4 separate regions of the Mus musculus genome follow, and regions 2, 3 and 4 are each linked to region 1. Evidence: chromatin contacts called from public Micro-C and promoter capture Hi-C data. All regions are on one chromosome and are shown on one strand. Each heading gives the region's core, a stretch centred on a gene start, on an enhancer-like site or on the middle of the called end of the contact. The rest is flanking DNA. Distances are from core to core; before and after follow the strand shown. Region 1 holds the start of Rrbp1 (ribosome binding protein 1). Region 2 holds the start of Snrpb2 (U2 small nuclear ribonucleoprotein B). Region 3 has its middle 37 kb from the start of Otor. Region 4 holds the start of Sec23b (SEC23 homolog B, COPII coat complex component).

What was found. Promoter capture Hi-C pulls out the DNA fragments that hold promoters and counts their contacts. Hi-C and Micro-C count contacts between places; a contact is called where the count stands out from the background.
Region 2: a contact with region 1 is called in a promoter capture Hi-C map of pre-B cells, with 3 times the contacts expected there. The contact joins the promoter of Snrpb2 here to the promoter of Rrbp1 in region 1. A contact is called at or near these places in 6 of 39 promoter capture datasets (cranial neural crest, embryonic stem cells, hematopoietic stem and progenitor cells and 2 more), 1 of 484 Hi-C or Micro-C datasets (CD4 T cells), 2 of 115 datasets of contacts at active chromatin or transcription factors (large pre-B cells and stem cell-derived neural progenitor cells) and 1 of 9 other capture datasets (embryonic stem cells).
Region 3: a promoter capture Hi-C map of hippocampal neurons shows a contact between it and region 1, with 7 times the contacts expected there. The contact joins the enhancer-like site here to the promoter of Rrbp1 in region 1. A contact is called at or near these places in 8 of 39 promoter capture datasets (the 3T3-L1 cell line, 3T3-L1-derived adipocytes, cranial neural crest and 4 more) and 5 of 115 datasets of contacts at active chromatin or transcription factors (astrocytes, embryonic basal ganglia, embryonic forebrain and 2 more).
Region 4: a Micro-C map of embryonic stem cells shows a contact between it and region 1, with 6 times the contacts expected there. The contact joins the promoter of Sec23b here to the promoter of Rrbp1 in region 1. A contact is called at or near these places in 5 of 39 promoter capture datasets (the 3T3-L1 cell line, erythroid cells, liver and 2 more), 4 of 484 Hi-C or Micro-C datasets (CD4 T cells, CD8 T cells, double positive thymocytes and 1 more), 3 of 115 datasets of contacts at active chromatin or transcription factors (extraembryonic endoderm stem cells, large pre-B cells and memory CD8 T cells) and 3 of 9 other capture datasets (adipose tissue, liver and macrophages).

What each region holds. Positions count from the first base shown.
Region 1 is chr2:144,009,140-144,012,924 of GRCm38.p6, forward strand. It overlaps Rrbp1 (ribosome binding protein 1), which reads right to left and starts at 2,124. Exons shown (of 24, transcript NM_024281.2): 1 at 1,860-2,124.
Region 2 is chr2:143,061,133-143,064,917 of GRCm38.p6, forward strand. It overlaps Snrpb2 (U2 small nuclear ribonucleoprotein B), which reads left to right and starts at 1,937. Exons shown (of 7, transcript NM_021335.3): 1 at 1,937-1,966; 2 at 3,410-3,498. The coding sequence starts at 3,435.
Region 3 is chr2:143,113,113-143,116,897 of GRCm38.p6, forward strand. No RefSeq gene overlaps it. Among named protein-coding and RNA genes, the nearest start is that of Otor, 37 kb to the left of the region's middle. Within about 2 kb of position 1,794, at least 12 of the 459 cell types and tissues checked have an H3K27ac peak or open chromatin away from gene starts, as enhancers often do. A contact at or near this core is called in hippocampal neurons, where this site is marked.
Region 4 is chr2:144,554,510-144,558,294 of GRCm38.p6, forward strand. It overlaps Sec23b (SEC23 homolog B, COPII coat complex component), which reads left to right and starts at 1,720. Exons shown (of 20, transcript NM_001252544.1): 1 at 1,720-1,815. Gm34292 (a long non-coding RNA gene) reads right to left here and starts at 2,126. Exons shown (of 1, transcript XR_003953925.1): 1 at 1-2,126.

The DNA of each region.
Region 1 (3,785 bases), core at 874-3,373:
CTAGTCCAGAAGCCAGACAATCCAGGCTTGCCCCAGCATCTGTGCTGACCTCTTAGTAGCTCTTCTCCTGTACTAAACAGAAGGGAAGTGGCATCTCCAGGCCCTCAGAACAGGAAGCTGCTTCTAAAGAGAAACAAGTTGGCAGACCATAGTGGGCTGACCTTACAAAGTTCATTAACACATTTCTATGACAACCCCCAGCAAATCCCAGAAATTTCTCTAGGTTTAGGAAGTTAAGATAAACAATAACAGAAAAAAAAAATGTAAGGAAGTGGTGTGGATGGTGAGAGAATACTTAAGTGAAGGGCTGTGTCCAATGTGCAATTCTTCAGCCTACAATGTGAGTCTTTACACAAAATTCAACCCAGGACCCCAACCCCCACCATTAGGCTTTAAGCAAATGAACTGCTAGCTTAGCAAACAGAGATGTGGGAGGCTCTAGGGATCCATCCAAGTTTCATTTCCTTGGTGTTTCCCAGTCCTGACCTCTGACCTGAGGACTGATTGCCAAATTGCCCTCGGTTTTGCACAAGATCTCACACTTCCTGCTCAGTTCCCCTGACCTCAGTGGTGAGTGGGTGGTACTATCTTCAGGCAAGAGATAAAGAAACCCCAGGTTCAGAGGTTAGGAGACATGACCCTCCGGTGTTCATGGGGCTGGAATCCAGGTGTGCGACTTCTGCAGTGGTTGGCAGTGCAAGCCAGGCTCCACCTTGTTCCCTTGTCTCTCACGTCCCTAAACACACATCCCACAAGAACAGTCAATACCAGTTGGCTACTCCCTACACGTGCTGGGTCTCCACTGCTGTCTCTCAGATGGGGAAATGGGAAACCTCTGAGAGAAAGCATTTGGTTAGCAACTGTCGACGAAGCGTGACACCTACGGGAAAGAGTCTCTGAAGCATCCTGCACAGCCTGCAGTAAGCCCGGGTCAACCGGCCTCCCTTCCCCGGGCACTGCCGGGGAGCCTGGCGGGCCGGGACAGACGGCGGGCCCAGTGCCAGGGCGCTTGGCCCGCCGGGCCGGAGGTGCCGACTTCCGCCCAGGCCTAGCACCACGGGTCCACTAATCATGGGCGCGGGAAAGAGACGCCAGGCAGGACCCCGGGTGGCCCCAACCCTGGCCAGGTCCCGCACCCTCGTGCCGGTTCCGCGAGGACCCGCCGTGAAACGGTGCTGCGGCCCTGCCGCCAGGGGGAGCAGGGAGCCTCATCCCGTACTCCGGGAAGTTGCTACGGCCAGTCCCGGACGGCACCCGCGGCGAGCCCTGTGGCCCCCGCCCGCCCCGTCGGGGCTGCCGACGTGTCCTGTGGCCACAGCCCGCAGCCCGGGGCTCTGGGCCCCCGCGTCGCCAATCCAGTCTCAGCCCTCGTCCCAGGCCGGCCCACCGCCTTCCGCCCCCCCAACCCCCTCCGGCCCGGACTCCGGCCCGGCAACGTCATCCGGTGGCTTCCCGAAACTTAACCCCTTCCTCCGCCAGCTGTGCGCCGCCCCGCCCCGCCGCCAACTTTCTTAGCCCAACTTCGGAGCGCGCGGGCCGGCCCGACGGCCCGGCCGAGAGGGAGGGGTCGCCACGTCGTGCCGCGGGGCCGCCGCAGCTCCTGGCCTGCCGGCCGGGGGAATCCACCCCGAGGGGCGCGCTCGGCCGACGCCCCTGCACGGGCTCGGCCTGGCACACGCAGCTCCGTCCCACTCGAGGGGCCGCGGCTACCGCCAGGGCGGGCGTGCGGGCCGGCGCCGCCGGGGGAGGGGCCGCCGAGGAGACGTGTCACTCGCGGCGCGACCGGCCCGGCGCCCCGACGGCCCAGCCCGCGCGCCTCCACCGCCGCCGCCGCTGCAGGGCCCGGCCAAGTTTCTTACCTGCAGCGGGAGACGCGAGAGGGAGAGCGAGAGGGCAAGAGCAGCCGCCGCCGCCGCCGCGGAACCGCAAGAGGGGAGCCGGCCGAGCCTCCACCGAGAAGCCGCCCCTGAGCAGCTGCACACACTGCGACCCTGGCGCCGTCCGCCCCGTCCGCCGTCCGCTCCGGCCGCTCGCTGGCTGCGTGCGCGTGTGTGGAGTCGTGGCACTTTCTGCCTCGGAGCTGGCGAACGGCCCCCTCCGCCGGGATCGCCGCCTCCTGCCTTCCCCACCCGGACCAGCCATTCATCGAGCTGCCTCTTCCTATTGGTTCACTAGCCGCCACTCTGCCGGCCTCTGACCAATCAGACCGCGGACGGCCGCGCCGCGGTGGCGACCATTGGCCAAAAAGGAGGGTCTACGTCTCAGCCAATGAGAGAGAGGAGGAGCTGCGGGGAGCCGCGGGGGGCGGGGCCGAAGAGGGGCGGAGCCGCGCAGCGCAACTCTCAGCTCTGCGCGGGGGCGGGTCTCTAACTCCCCGCCCACCTAGGGAGGTCCTCTGCCGGTCCCGCCCACTCCAGGCCTCCGCTCTCCACGCCACCGCTTATTCGGATTTGGCTCCGCCTAGGCCGATAGACTGCGGTTCGAATCCCCTTGGCCGCAGGCTGCTCTTTTCCTCCACACTGCCGGGCTGAGGTGGCCGTGAATGTTACCCTCAGGAGGACTGCACAAACCGTGAACAACTGGGAAAATGCCTTATTTAAACCCAAATAACGTCACACAAAGCACCAGCCTCTGGGTCTAAAGAAGAGTTCTGCAAGGGTCAGAGCAGGGAGGATGGGGCCTTATCTATCCGTAAAGGCACTGCATTCTGCATTCCATATTTTACTGAATAAGTGGGAGAATTGAGGTGGAAGACCTGGAAAGAACAAAAGAAATAGAGGTGGAAATTTTGATAAGAAAAGCCACTCCCTAAACAGAATAATATACTGTCCTTGTACAAATCACACAGCAGAGTTACATCCATCCTGTGACACTTGATTTCAGATGTTGGGACCATGAGGTTTTGGCCCAAGAAAATATGATAGCAACCCAGGAAATTGATCTAGTGATACTCCAAATATTAGCCAGCTACCCCTTTATAAAAACAAAAAAACAACAACCAACACCTACTTAGAAGAGGGGTGCATATGCCACCATGCACCAACTCTCTGCTTGATTCTCTCCTTCCATGGCTGTTTCTAGGGATCAAAACTCAGTCAGATTGCATAGAAAGTACTTAAAAGTAGTTTCCCTGTGCCATCTCATCAACACAAAAGCCTCTCTTCAAAACCAAGTTCAATTGAAATAACTTAACTTTAAGTGCTTTTCTTTTCTTTTTTTTTTTTTTTTTTTTTGAGTCAAGGTCTCACTATGTGGCTGTCCCACAACTTGCTTTGTATAACAGGCTGGCCTAGAACTCAAAGTCACAGAGTTCCTCCTGCCTCTGTTTTCTGAGTACTGGCATTAAAGGCATGAAACACCATGCCAGCTTAAGTTTAGGTTATAACCATTTTAACTGCAGCTCTTAAAATTATTCCTTTGAGCCTGAGGCAAGATCAGCCTCTTTGAAATGAAGTTTGGTCTCTCTCCTCTGTCCCCCACCCCCCTTTCGAGTCCACACAGAATTTGATATCAGGCATATCTCTCTCTCTATTGCTCGAGCAGGGTCTGTCTATGATCCTGGAGCCCACTCCTTTAACTCAGCTGCCTGACCAGTGAGTGACGGTCTCCATCTTCACAGTGCTGGATTGTAGGTGGCACCTGGAGTGTTCACATTCATGTTGGGATTTGAACTCAGGGCCTTCATAGCAGGTACTTTACCCACTGAGCCACCTCCCCAGCCTCTAAGATTTAGTGTTCTAAAAGGCCAAAGGACTACACCTGCCCCAGCCTCTGTGGCTGCAGAG
Region 2 (3,785 bases), core at 687-3,186, 950 kb before region 1:
TCCCTCTTTCTGCACTGCCCTCTTAAATAGCTTCTCTTTCCTCTCTTATGAAAGTTGGCCACATCCTATTCTGTCAAATCTTCTCCTGATTCATAACTTTGTCTGCCACTCAATCAGACATCACACCATTTTCAAACGGGTGACTCCTTCTACCAACTAACATTACCTTCACTGTTTGGGATTAAAGGTGTGTACTCAGGGCAAGTCTGTATTCCAGCCAGAGATATTAAAGGTGTGTGCTAAAACCGAGTCACACCAAAGCAGAAATAGCTTCTCTCAATAAACAACACAATCCCCGGGTTCACGGTGTGATCAAATATCCTGCAACAACCTGGAAAGCCTCTTCCCCTTCATTCCTTACCAAATCCTATTTCAAGTCTTAGTTTCCCAGTCATTCAAGAAACCGATGAAGACCCATTCAAGAAAGCTTGCAGTGGGAGAGCCGGGTGTGGTGGTGGTACATGTCTTTAATCCCAGCATTTGGGAGGCAGAGGCAGGTGGATTTCTGAGTTCGAGGCCAGCCTGGTCTACAAAGTGAGTTCCAGGACAGCCAGGACTATACAGACAAGAAGAAAAAAAAAAAGCTTGCAGGGATTACTCATGGATATAAAAATGTGTTCATTCTTTATAAGTGAACCTGGAAAAGAGCATAGAAGCCACTGACACTGAGTTGTCATCGGACAATTTCTTCTTTGCTGTGCAAAAGGTATAGTAGCTGAGACTCAAGCTTTGATAGAATAGGTATGGCATTTCTTTAAATCTCTTTATTTTTTTCCCAAGTGGAGTGTCCTTGCATGTTTATCAATTTGCTTTTTGAAAATAGCTACGAACTCTCTCTCGGCCAGATGAATGTATATAACACAGGCAGGTTATAGCTTATTCCAATGCTCTCATTACCACCAAGCACAGTTAATCAACTGCTCAGACCTTCTGTTGCTTAGAAAGTGTTTCGTATTTACTTGATGCCCTTTTGCTAAGAACATACTCGATATTGTTTTTATAAAAGCCAAACTGGTTTCCATATCTATGTAATTAAAGAACACTTTTTCTGTGGTTGTTTAACATTATTTCCTACATTTACAGGATTTTCACTGGATATCACACTTGTTTTATTATGACCTAATTTTCACGGAACTTCATTCAATCGTCTGAATCATATTTATCGAGTATAAGCCATTCTCCTAATCACTTCAGTGAAAAAAGCATATAAAATTACTACTCTCAAAACACTATTTCCATCCTGCAACTTCATGTGACTTTCAAAAATTAGAAACCTCAGGCTGGTAAAATCAACCAATTTGGTCCTTACCCCAATTTTTAGCCTAGAAAAATCCAAGCATTTTGTGAGGAAAGGAGAGGGTGGGGGAGTGGGCGGGAGTTAACTGTGTCTAAGTGAGTTTAGGCTCTTTAGTTTGCTCGCTCCTGAAGCCTGGTGAGAGTACCATCAACGACTAAAATTCTCTTTGTTCAGGGGTCGAAGACTGGGCTGCATCTAAGACGTAATCTATAGAGTGCTGGCTGGTGTGTTCTTTCAGACTCCTGGAGATTGACAACTAGAGATTGACAATGGTGTTAAGTCAAGTTGACCAGGACCCATAGAAAGGCTTGACTAACTTGTGGCTGGAGACAGGCTCCTGTAAAATTGTATCACATCCTATAGTTGGGAAGCTTCAAAGTCGCAGTAAGGGAAACGACCCCCTACCCTTCCCTCCTCTGCCTCCACAGCTTGGCCCCCGGGTCCTAATTTGATCCCTTCCAGTTCTCCCCCTTTCCACAAACTTCCTAGCCCACAGGAATGCGCGTGCGCAGAAAGATTCCGCCTTGGCCGGCCGGGGCGAGGAGGGCTCGATTGAATCGGTGCTCGACTCTTCGACTTCTCTGAGTTCGATTGAGGAGTTTGGCCGCCCTCTTCCGGCGCGGGGAAGCTCTTCCGGTATTAGTTTCAAGCGGACCGCGCCGGCTTCAGGTGAGTCTCTCGGGTTCTTTTTCGCTGTGGCTGGTCTCAGGGTTTGGCGGGATCCGCCCCGTCCGCGGTAACTGAGCCGGCGAGGGCGAAGGTGTCGTCGGTTGCGTGGTCCTCGGTCCGCGGACGTATAGGAGGAAGGGACGGCGACCCCAGGGCTGGCGGAATGAGGCCCGGCGTCACAGCCTGTTCTCTGCAGGATGGTTGGGTTTTTAATGTCAGAGGACCCTGGTGTTGGGTGGATTGGCCGGTGTGTAAAGAGGCTCAAGCGGACACATAGGAATTAGCCCAGGGGGAGAGAATGGCCCGTGACTTGCTTGGAGGAGCAGGGTGTGCAGTTCACTGTGCACTCTCGGCCTCTTCTCCCCGGCAGCCTTTGGGTTTCTGGTGCCCTTGCACTATTTCAGCCCAAAGGAGCTAATGCCAGAGCCTGTGCTCTTGTCCCTCTCTTGAGTCCCAGCCCTTCTCCAGGTTCCCATGTAGAGAGGCAAGCCTGTGAGAAACGTTACCTATTATCCGTTGCCTACATAGTACAGGCCCTTCCTATAAGTTGTTCAGAGCAGCTTGTTGTGTGACGTTAAGACACTTGTGTCCTTTAACGAGTGATAGCTATCGATAATAAATAGTAACTGTAGATGCTAACTGGTGCAGACTGATACATATCTGTCTCATAATTTTATAGGCTCCATTTTATAGGTGCTGTTAGTAGCCATAATTTGTAGCTGGGGACTTGAGACATTAAGGAACTTGCCCCCCATCGAAGTAGGTTGTAAAATCGTAAACAGAACTTAAATCCGTATCTTATTGATACAAGAATCTGAGCTCTGAACTGTCAACCTTGACCACTCTTGAGACTCACATAGTGGGAAAGAGACAGAAGTGAAAGCCCCTGAGAGGTCGTTCTCTGACCTCAACATACACGATGGCACAGGTAAACAAACACACACACACACACTAATCGTTTAAATCAATACATTCATGAGTGCATCTATGAACTGTCTTAATTTGTATTGTTCTATTACAATGACTTTTTAAAACTAGGTGCGTGTTTACTGATCTTTCACAAAATGTTCAAATCATTTTACTGAAAAACCATTTTCTGGTGAATATGATCAAAACACATGACATTCTCAAAGAATTAATAAATATACTTTCGAAAGTTATGTCATTATGTAGATGAAAGGACAGTATCATTTAAGTGGGGATAAAAGAAGTATATAACCTTGAATAATATGTTTTTAAATCTGCCTATGTATTGACAGATTCTACCAATTTGTAGAACCTTGGTATTGTCCTTCCAAGGTTTGATCTTGAGAGCTGTTTTCCATTTGACTAAAAGAGATGGCTGTGGGAGGTAGGGCGGGGTGATTAAGAGTTGTGTCATGCTGTACACCTGCGTGATTTAACCCTCTTTGCTAATAACTGATTATTTATTATTTCTTTTAGGCTATTGGAAGGGTTCTACCCAAACATGGATATCAGACCAAATCACACGATTTATATCAACAACATGAATGACAAAATTAAAAAAGAAGGTATGTTCTTTTAAAAACACCTTTTTACAACCAAACTGTGCTTATTTGTTGTATCTTAAGAATGGTCTCCATCTCTTCTCTAGTCATCTTGGTGCTCAACAATGGTTTATTCCATTTTTACACACCTTTCAGGTTTTTTAATATAAGAATATACAGGGATTGAAGTGCTTTGAATTGTTTTAACTCACAAAGGGGGGGGGGCGCTGGAGAGGTTGCTCAGTGGTTAAGAGCACTGACTGCTCTTCCAGAGGTCCTGAGTTCAAATCCAAGCCACATGGTGGCTCACA
Region 3 (3,785 bases), core at 544-3,043, 900 kb before region 1:
TTTGATCTCCACAGCTACCAGGAATGTATGTAATGCAAGCAAAACACCCCCACAAATAAAAACAAAGCAAGCAAACAGAAATGCTCCCAAACACAATAATGAGACAGATTGAATTGTGGAATCAGATATGAAATCTCTCTCTCTCCTCTCTCTCCATATATATGCATATCCATTCTTTCAATATGTTAGGTAATATATAGTTATATATAATGATATATATGTATATATGTACATATATGTGTATATATGTACACATATGTGTATATATGTACATATATGTGTATATATGTACATATATGTGTATATATGTATATATGCATATATATGCACATAAAACCTCAAGGCATATATTACACTTTTTTTAATAATTTTACAATTTGGAGAACAATATTCTTATTTAAATTATTTACATTTATATGGGATTAATTGTTGTTACTCTCCTACATAAACAAATAAGAACTTTTTCCAAGTTCCTAATTACAGTATCACTGATAATGTTATATATATGCTCCATGCAAAGGTACTTGGAGGGCTGGTGAGATGGCTCAGTGGGTTAGAGCACCCGACTGCTCTTCCAAAGGTCCGGAGTTCAAATCCCAGCAACCACATGGTGGCTCACAACCATCCATTAAGGAGATCTGACTCCCTCTTCTGGAGTGTCTGAAGACAGCTACAGTGTACTTACACATAATAAATAAATGAATCTAAAAAAAAAAAAAAAAAAAAAAGGTACTTGGAGTCCTCAATTTTTCAGTGTAAAAGAACAAAGTTTGGAGAATTGAATTGAGAGCTCATAATATGAAATCTACATCTTACCAGCAGATGGCACCACAAACACATAAAACCTAAACTTGAGGCTTTGGTTAAGGTGGAAATGTAAGAGATTTACATACATCAGTTGCAAATGAGATCTAGCTTTCCCCAAAGGAGATTCTTCTCTGCCTTTGGTTGCTCTTTATGTGAAAAGGAAACTGCCTTAAGTGGCCTGCAGATTACTCTGAGAGTGGGCAGAGATGCCTCACTAATCATACTCACCCCAGTGCCCATAAACTAATTATCTCCTTGGCCAAATCCATAGACTGACTGTATCTCAGAGCGATGTCTCTCTGCATGGTAGCCATGCAGTATGGTCAGACATGTCAGTTCCCTAGCATCACAGAGAGCTGTACAATAGAACCCAGAATTTACTCCTTGGGGAATGTGTTCTAAGAAACCACATTATTCCAACGATATATGCACGTGCCTCTCCTGCTGTGACATCACAGATTGCTGTAAGTTGAGTTTAGAGGATTCTCTTTCCTAACCAGCCTTGCAATCTCTAAAATGTGTCTTTCTCTTCTGTGTATCAATGACAGCATACTCCAACATAACTTGTCCATCTTGACTCTCTGTATCTGTGCACTGTGGAAGTTAATGTCATTTCTACAGGGAGACCTAACTCTGGAGCAGACCTGCTTCCATTAACCTTTCTAAGTTCCTGTTTTGCACACAAATCCCCTTTGCTGTATTGACTCAAGCTTGCTATTTTTCCCTCCAGATTTTAATGTCTCTGCTTTTCTGGAGGGAATCCCCATGTCTCGTGCTGACTTAGTGTCTCAGCCTTGCTCCAAATGATTCACACTCCTTTTCTATCCACCAGTAGATGAGAAAATGCAGTACGGTTCCTATGGAATGTTGGAGGGACATGCAATGGCCTAGCATGGCTACTACATTGCAGTCTCTCCCATCCCACCCCACTTTCCAGGCATTCAAGTAAACCAGCTTGATCAGGGAGCTTTAGGTGGCCGAGTTCCAAAATCTGCTCCGACAGATTGTTTCTGGGTTTCTGCAGTGACAGCCTCCTACTCTCAACTCTGCCCAAGAATGCCTGAGACCCAACCATTTTTTTTTTTTTAACTTTCACTAGAAGCTGACTGGCAGGTGCATTGGTGAGCAATGTGCTGCATTTGTGGGAGGTTTCAGAGATATGCAGAGGTCCACAGACGTGGAGTGGTACTGCAGTAGAGTCATAGCAGTGCCACTTCTCTTTGATCCTGGCCACCTTCCATGACACTTGCTCTAGCCTGCACCATCCCTTTATTCTTGTCGCCTCTTCCTCCAACCCCTCATCCCTCCCTTTTGAGAAGAAACACCATTTCTCCCATCCCTTCTGCAGTACAGAGGCCCCCAAACCATCTCTCATGGTGCACACCAAGTTTTTTCTTTAAGTTAAAATGCCGTGATCTCTCTGTGTGTTCATTAATCTTCACTGTGATTAAGGGTGTGGAAGCAGCCAGCACCTGACTGTGGTGTGTATAGGAGGGGTCTCTGGCAGGAGATTATGATCAGCTACAGTGACCCCGATAGCATTTCCGTGACTGAATGCAGGCAGCTTCAAAAGCACACACACACACACACACACACACACACACACACAGAGAGAGAGAGAGAGAGAGAGAGACCAGGAGAGACATATGCACACACTCTCTTTCTCTGGCCCCTACACCAACCACCGTGAGACTCTGCTAACAGGAAGACCACCACTGATAGCCCTAGGACTGAGAGCTAAAATCAATGTATGAGTCAGTGGTATTGTGCTAGTATGCAAAAAGGAAAAGAAAAAGAAATGTGTACAAAGAGCTTTTAGCCCAACAAATAATGACTAGCTTTCCCCCATCTCCTCCTCCATAGGTTATATGTGGTGCAGTACAGGATAGTCTCAAACTCACTACGTAGGCCAGAGTGGCATTGAACTAACATTCATCCAGTCTTAGCCTCCTGATGCTGCTATCACCACTAAACTCAGGAAAAAACAGATTTTCCTTTATATATTTGGAATTGCAGTTTCTCTTAAATTTGGCTTCCTGACTATCAAAGTCAAGAATTTTTACAGGACTGATGTGTTCAGGGGGTGATGACAGAGGGCACAGAGACAACCAAAAGCTCTAGAGATCGCCCGAATGCTTCTCAGCTCTGATGGCCAACAGGCTTTTATTTCTCTAGGTGCTGGCAGGATTTATGTCAACTTGCCACAAGCTGAGAGGAGTGACCCTCAACTGAGAAAGTGCTTTTATAAGGCTGGGCTGTAGGCAAGCCATTAGGGCGTTTACTTAATTCATGACTGATGTGGGAGGGTCAGGTCCATTATGGGTGGGGCTACCCCTGAGCTAGTGGTCCTGGGTTCTATAAGATGGCAGACTGAGCAAACCTCAGGGAGAGAACAAGAGCCCCTAAAAAGCACTCTTCCATGGCCTCTGAATTAACTCCTGCCTCTAAGATTCTTCCCTGTTTGGGCTCCTGCCCTGACTTCTATCAGTGATGGACTATGATGTGTGTGAGCCAAAGAACACTTTCCTTTCACAACTTGCTTTTGGTTATGGTGTTTCATCACCACAATGGGAACACCAACTAAGACACTCAAGGACATTCTAGGACAGTGGGTCTCAACCTTCCTAACATTATGACTCTTTAATACAGTTCCTCATGTTGTAGTGACCCCTAATCATAAAGTTTTTTTTTGTTGCTACTTCATAACTGTAATTTTGCTATGAATCATGATCTAAATACTTTTTGGAGATAGAAGTTTGCCAAAGGGGTCTTGGCCCACAGGCTGAGAACCACTGCTCTAGGAGACTGTGGCTAGATCATGTTTAGATACATATCTGATTGTTTAAGAAGCTGCTCTATTTTTTCCGAAGCTATGCTTTTAAAAAACATATTTATCAGTATGTGTGTGAGGGTGTGGGGTCTAGTTTTTCCAAGGTCTAGACATTGAGTAATGCAAAGTGTTACTGCGAGAAACTGAA
Region 4 (3,785 bases), core at 470-2,969, 540 kb after region 1:
ATATCTTGCTACCCGCGTTGAGTCACAATAAGTTAAATTATTATATTTCTCCAATTAAAAGATCTGTGTTACAGAAACAAGTACTTTGTTTGTTTTGTTTTTCGTGACAAGGTTTCTCTGTGTAGCCCTGGCTGTCCTGGAATTAACTCTGTAGACTAGGCTGGCCTGGAACTCACAGACATCTCCTTGACTCTGCCTCCTGAGTGCTTCGATTAAAGGCATGCACCACTATTGCCCTGCAAGTATTCTCTTATATAAATAAAATACTTCTAAATTCCCCCAAGTAAGGACATTCAATCTTGTATATTTTGAACATGCAATTAAAAAAAAATCCTCTCTACAGAAATTACTAGTGTAGAAATAATCCAGGTCCAAAAATTGAAAGGGAAATATTTGACAAATAAAATCATATTAGTGTTTGTTATTTAAAAAGCGACTTCTTTTTTTCAGCGTTAGATATAACGAACATGTATATTTTATTTTACATTTTACCTTAGGAAGAGATAACTGCATTTCCCAAACATAATTTAAGGTTTTAAACATGCCATCATTAACATTGTTATGTTTATGATGATGAGAAAATGTAAATTTATTTTAAAGATTGTAATGCAAACAGTAATATTTTATAGTACCACCTATTTAAACTTAAGTCCCTATGATTTATAGACGTCAAAAAGTTTGATTTAGCCGGGTGTGATGGCGTGTGCTTTTAAATTGAGGAGGCATAGGAAGATAGAAGAAAGCAGGGCTTCCTGAGTTCCAGGCCAGCCAAACCTACAGCTAGGCTCTGTCTTAAAGAAAAGTTTGCATTAGTAGGAAACTGGGTTATTTAATGGGTACTCTTTGAATAACATGTCTTAGCATAACTGTAAGATTTTAGTTGGCGGGATGAAGGGTTGGTTGAGTGGCTATGTGTATACTGCTGGAGTTCAGTTCCTAGCACCCGTGTTAGAGGATACACAATAGATTCTTCTGGCCGCTGCAGGCACTACACACTCGCTGAATTTGCTGCTATTTATTTATTTATTTATTTTTGCCACTTGTAAGAAAGTGTAAAAATGACTGCGGCGGTCACAGAAAAAGCTGTGTTACCCATCAAAACGGACTCTGATAGTTTCCTTAAGTGTCTGAATAAGACCATCCCCAATTACTCACTTCCTTGCTGGGGAATGGCAGGAGGATGTTCACCAGAAACAGTTTTTATTGAGCACAGAAACCACAGCAGCAACGAGAAGGGAAAGTTTTGTACCGCGAAGAGAGGACCCGCACCCGCACTTGCTGAGCTCAAAAAGATCACCAACTAGCGGCCGAGACTCTCTGTCCCCTCCTAGCCCCTTCCCGCAGGCTGAGGGCCTCTCCGGACAACTCCGGGCTACGCGTCCCTCTTCTCGCTTCCCGGTAGCTAGGCGATGAGAGGGACTTCCCCCTGAGGCAAACAGACGTCATGTTGTGTCAGGGCGGTCCCCTGAGGAGTGCTGGATGCATTTGGATGACGGTTCCGCAGGCGCCGAGGTTCTGTGAAGGAGAAAAATTTCAGGATATATTCAAGAAAGTATGTATCCTGAGGAATTCTACATTCTAAAGTTTGTTGGGTGAGAAACCACAGCCTTGCCCTATTCAAAGATGGAGGCGCAGCTTTTCTGACTGTTTCACTTTCTCGGGTCAGCCAGAGAAGCGCTCTCTGATTGGCTAGAGCATGGCGCCGCGAAATGACGTTTCGGAGCGGTGACCAATCGACTGTGAGCTGAGGTGGACTTGGCGGTGGAAGCCGGAGTTGAGCTCTGGTGTCCGTGGGGCGCGGAAGGTTCAGTCCCGGTGAGTGGCTCCGGACAGGTGAGCGGCTGGCTCTGCAATGGTGAAGGGGCGCATAGGAGGAGGGCCGAAGCCAGACAGGCCGAGGCAAGGTGGGCTTGCTTATGGGAAGAATCAGAGAGAGTTGATGACCCAGAAGCCGGCTCAGAGTGACTCGTCCGCGCCGTGCCTGAGAGCCGACGGCCGGTTTCTGACTCCTTAGCCCTCGGAATTGGGGTGTTGGTGGTGGTGACTCGAACATCCGGAAGGACCGAATCCCCATGAAAACCTTGAGTTTTGCTTTGTGATAAGTGAAACCAGAAACCAGATCTTCAGTACAGGATTAGGTATTTAACTGTGTCTACAGATGGTTACTAAGTCCTGGAAAGTTATGTCCTGGAGAGCTTAGAGGGGCTAAGATATTTTATTGGATGCCTTTCTTTTATCCACTCACTCATTCATTCATTCTCTCTTCATTCACTCAGTCATTCATCCATTCGGCTATTTACCTCTTCAGATACCCTTACTCGTTGAGAGTTTGATAGGAGCATTTTTCTCAGCACATAGAATTTAATAAAAATACATAGAACGTCAGAGGATTCATGAATTCACTGAAAGCCTCTGTGGATTACGTGTTTAGGATTAAGAAGCTGGTTTAGAATAAATCGAGGAAAGGAGGCAGTGGGAAATAGGAGCAGGTGTTAATATGTTGATACTCGGGGACTTATACATTTACGTAAAGAACTTTATAGAGGGGTTACCATTATTTAATGGGGTTTGCTGAAGTAACTGCTGGAAATGGCGATGTTAGAATGTGCTGTGACTTATTTACTACCCCCCACCCCCACCCCCGCTCCCAGGCGCCTAAGTGCTTTCTGTGTAGTTAGGGTTTTATCTTCTTGTATTTGCCAGAACTAACAAGTAGATGTGTTAAGAGTTTCAGTTGGAACAGACATTTGGGACTTTGTTGTATAGAGTCTGTATGGTAGAATAATTAATTTGCTTTTCTGGGTATGTAAAATTGTCCTCACCCAAATTATTTGCAGGATATATCTATATATCTATATCTATCCCTATGTAACCCAGGAGGCTTTGTACTCTCTTGATTCTGCCTCAGCCTCCCAAATATGGAAATTACAAGAATATGCTTCCATTCTCATTTCACAGGTTTAGTCGTCGTCTTCTTCTTCTTCTTCTTCTTCTTCTTCTTCTTCTTCTTCTTCTTCTTCTTCTTCAGTTCAGTTTTCTGGCTTTCCTTTTTTTAACAGTCTACTTGCTTAAACATGTCATTTGCATGTGTGTGCACCTGTCAAGCCACTCATAGGCAACTTTTGTGATCTTAGGTCTTTCCTTCCATCTTTTTGTGGGATCTGAGGCTCTAACTCAGGCTGTCAGACTTGCGTGGCAAGCACTTTACCCCCTGGACCAGTTCATTTTGCTTTCCGGATTGGCTTGCTCAGTTGACCTTCAGTCACTCATGTGTCAATGTATTTTCAATCACACGTAGGATGCATTTGCTTAACAACATTGGGCTATCCGAGTCTGAAAGCTTCGTCTGAAAGACTTAATTGTTAAAGAGTCTTTCAAGGATGATCATAAGCAAACATGGTGAGGAAGGAGAACATGGTGAGACTCAATACAAAAGCAAACTTCCTTTCATAGTTGTGGTATGCCCACTAGAAATGCTTCAGTGTCAAGCTGCTTCCTGTTAATAACCGGATTCTCAGGTCACCATACAGTTCTGTTCTCTACAGTTAGCAATGTGGTGGGGGTGGCGGGGGGACAAACAAAAATCAAGGTTTCTTGGCATGTGGCATTTCATACAGAATTTACTTTGATTGATAAAGAAAGGAAGGGAATCAGGAAAGTTGTTGGATCATGAAACAGAATTTGAGACTTACCTTTCGACACATAGTTGAAATTGGCTTGTCTCAGAACTGTAACTCAGTACTTGAGTGTTTGCCTAGCACGCACAGGGTCCTGCCTTTGACCCT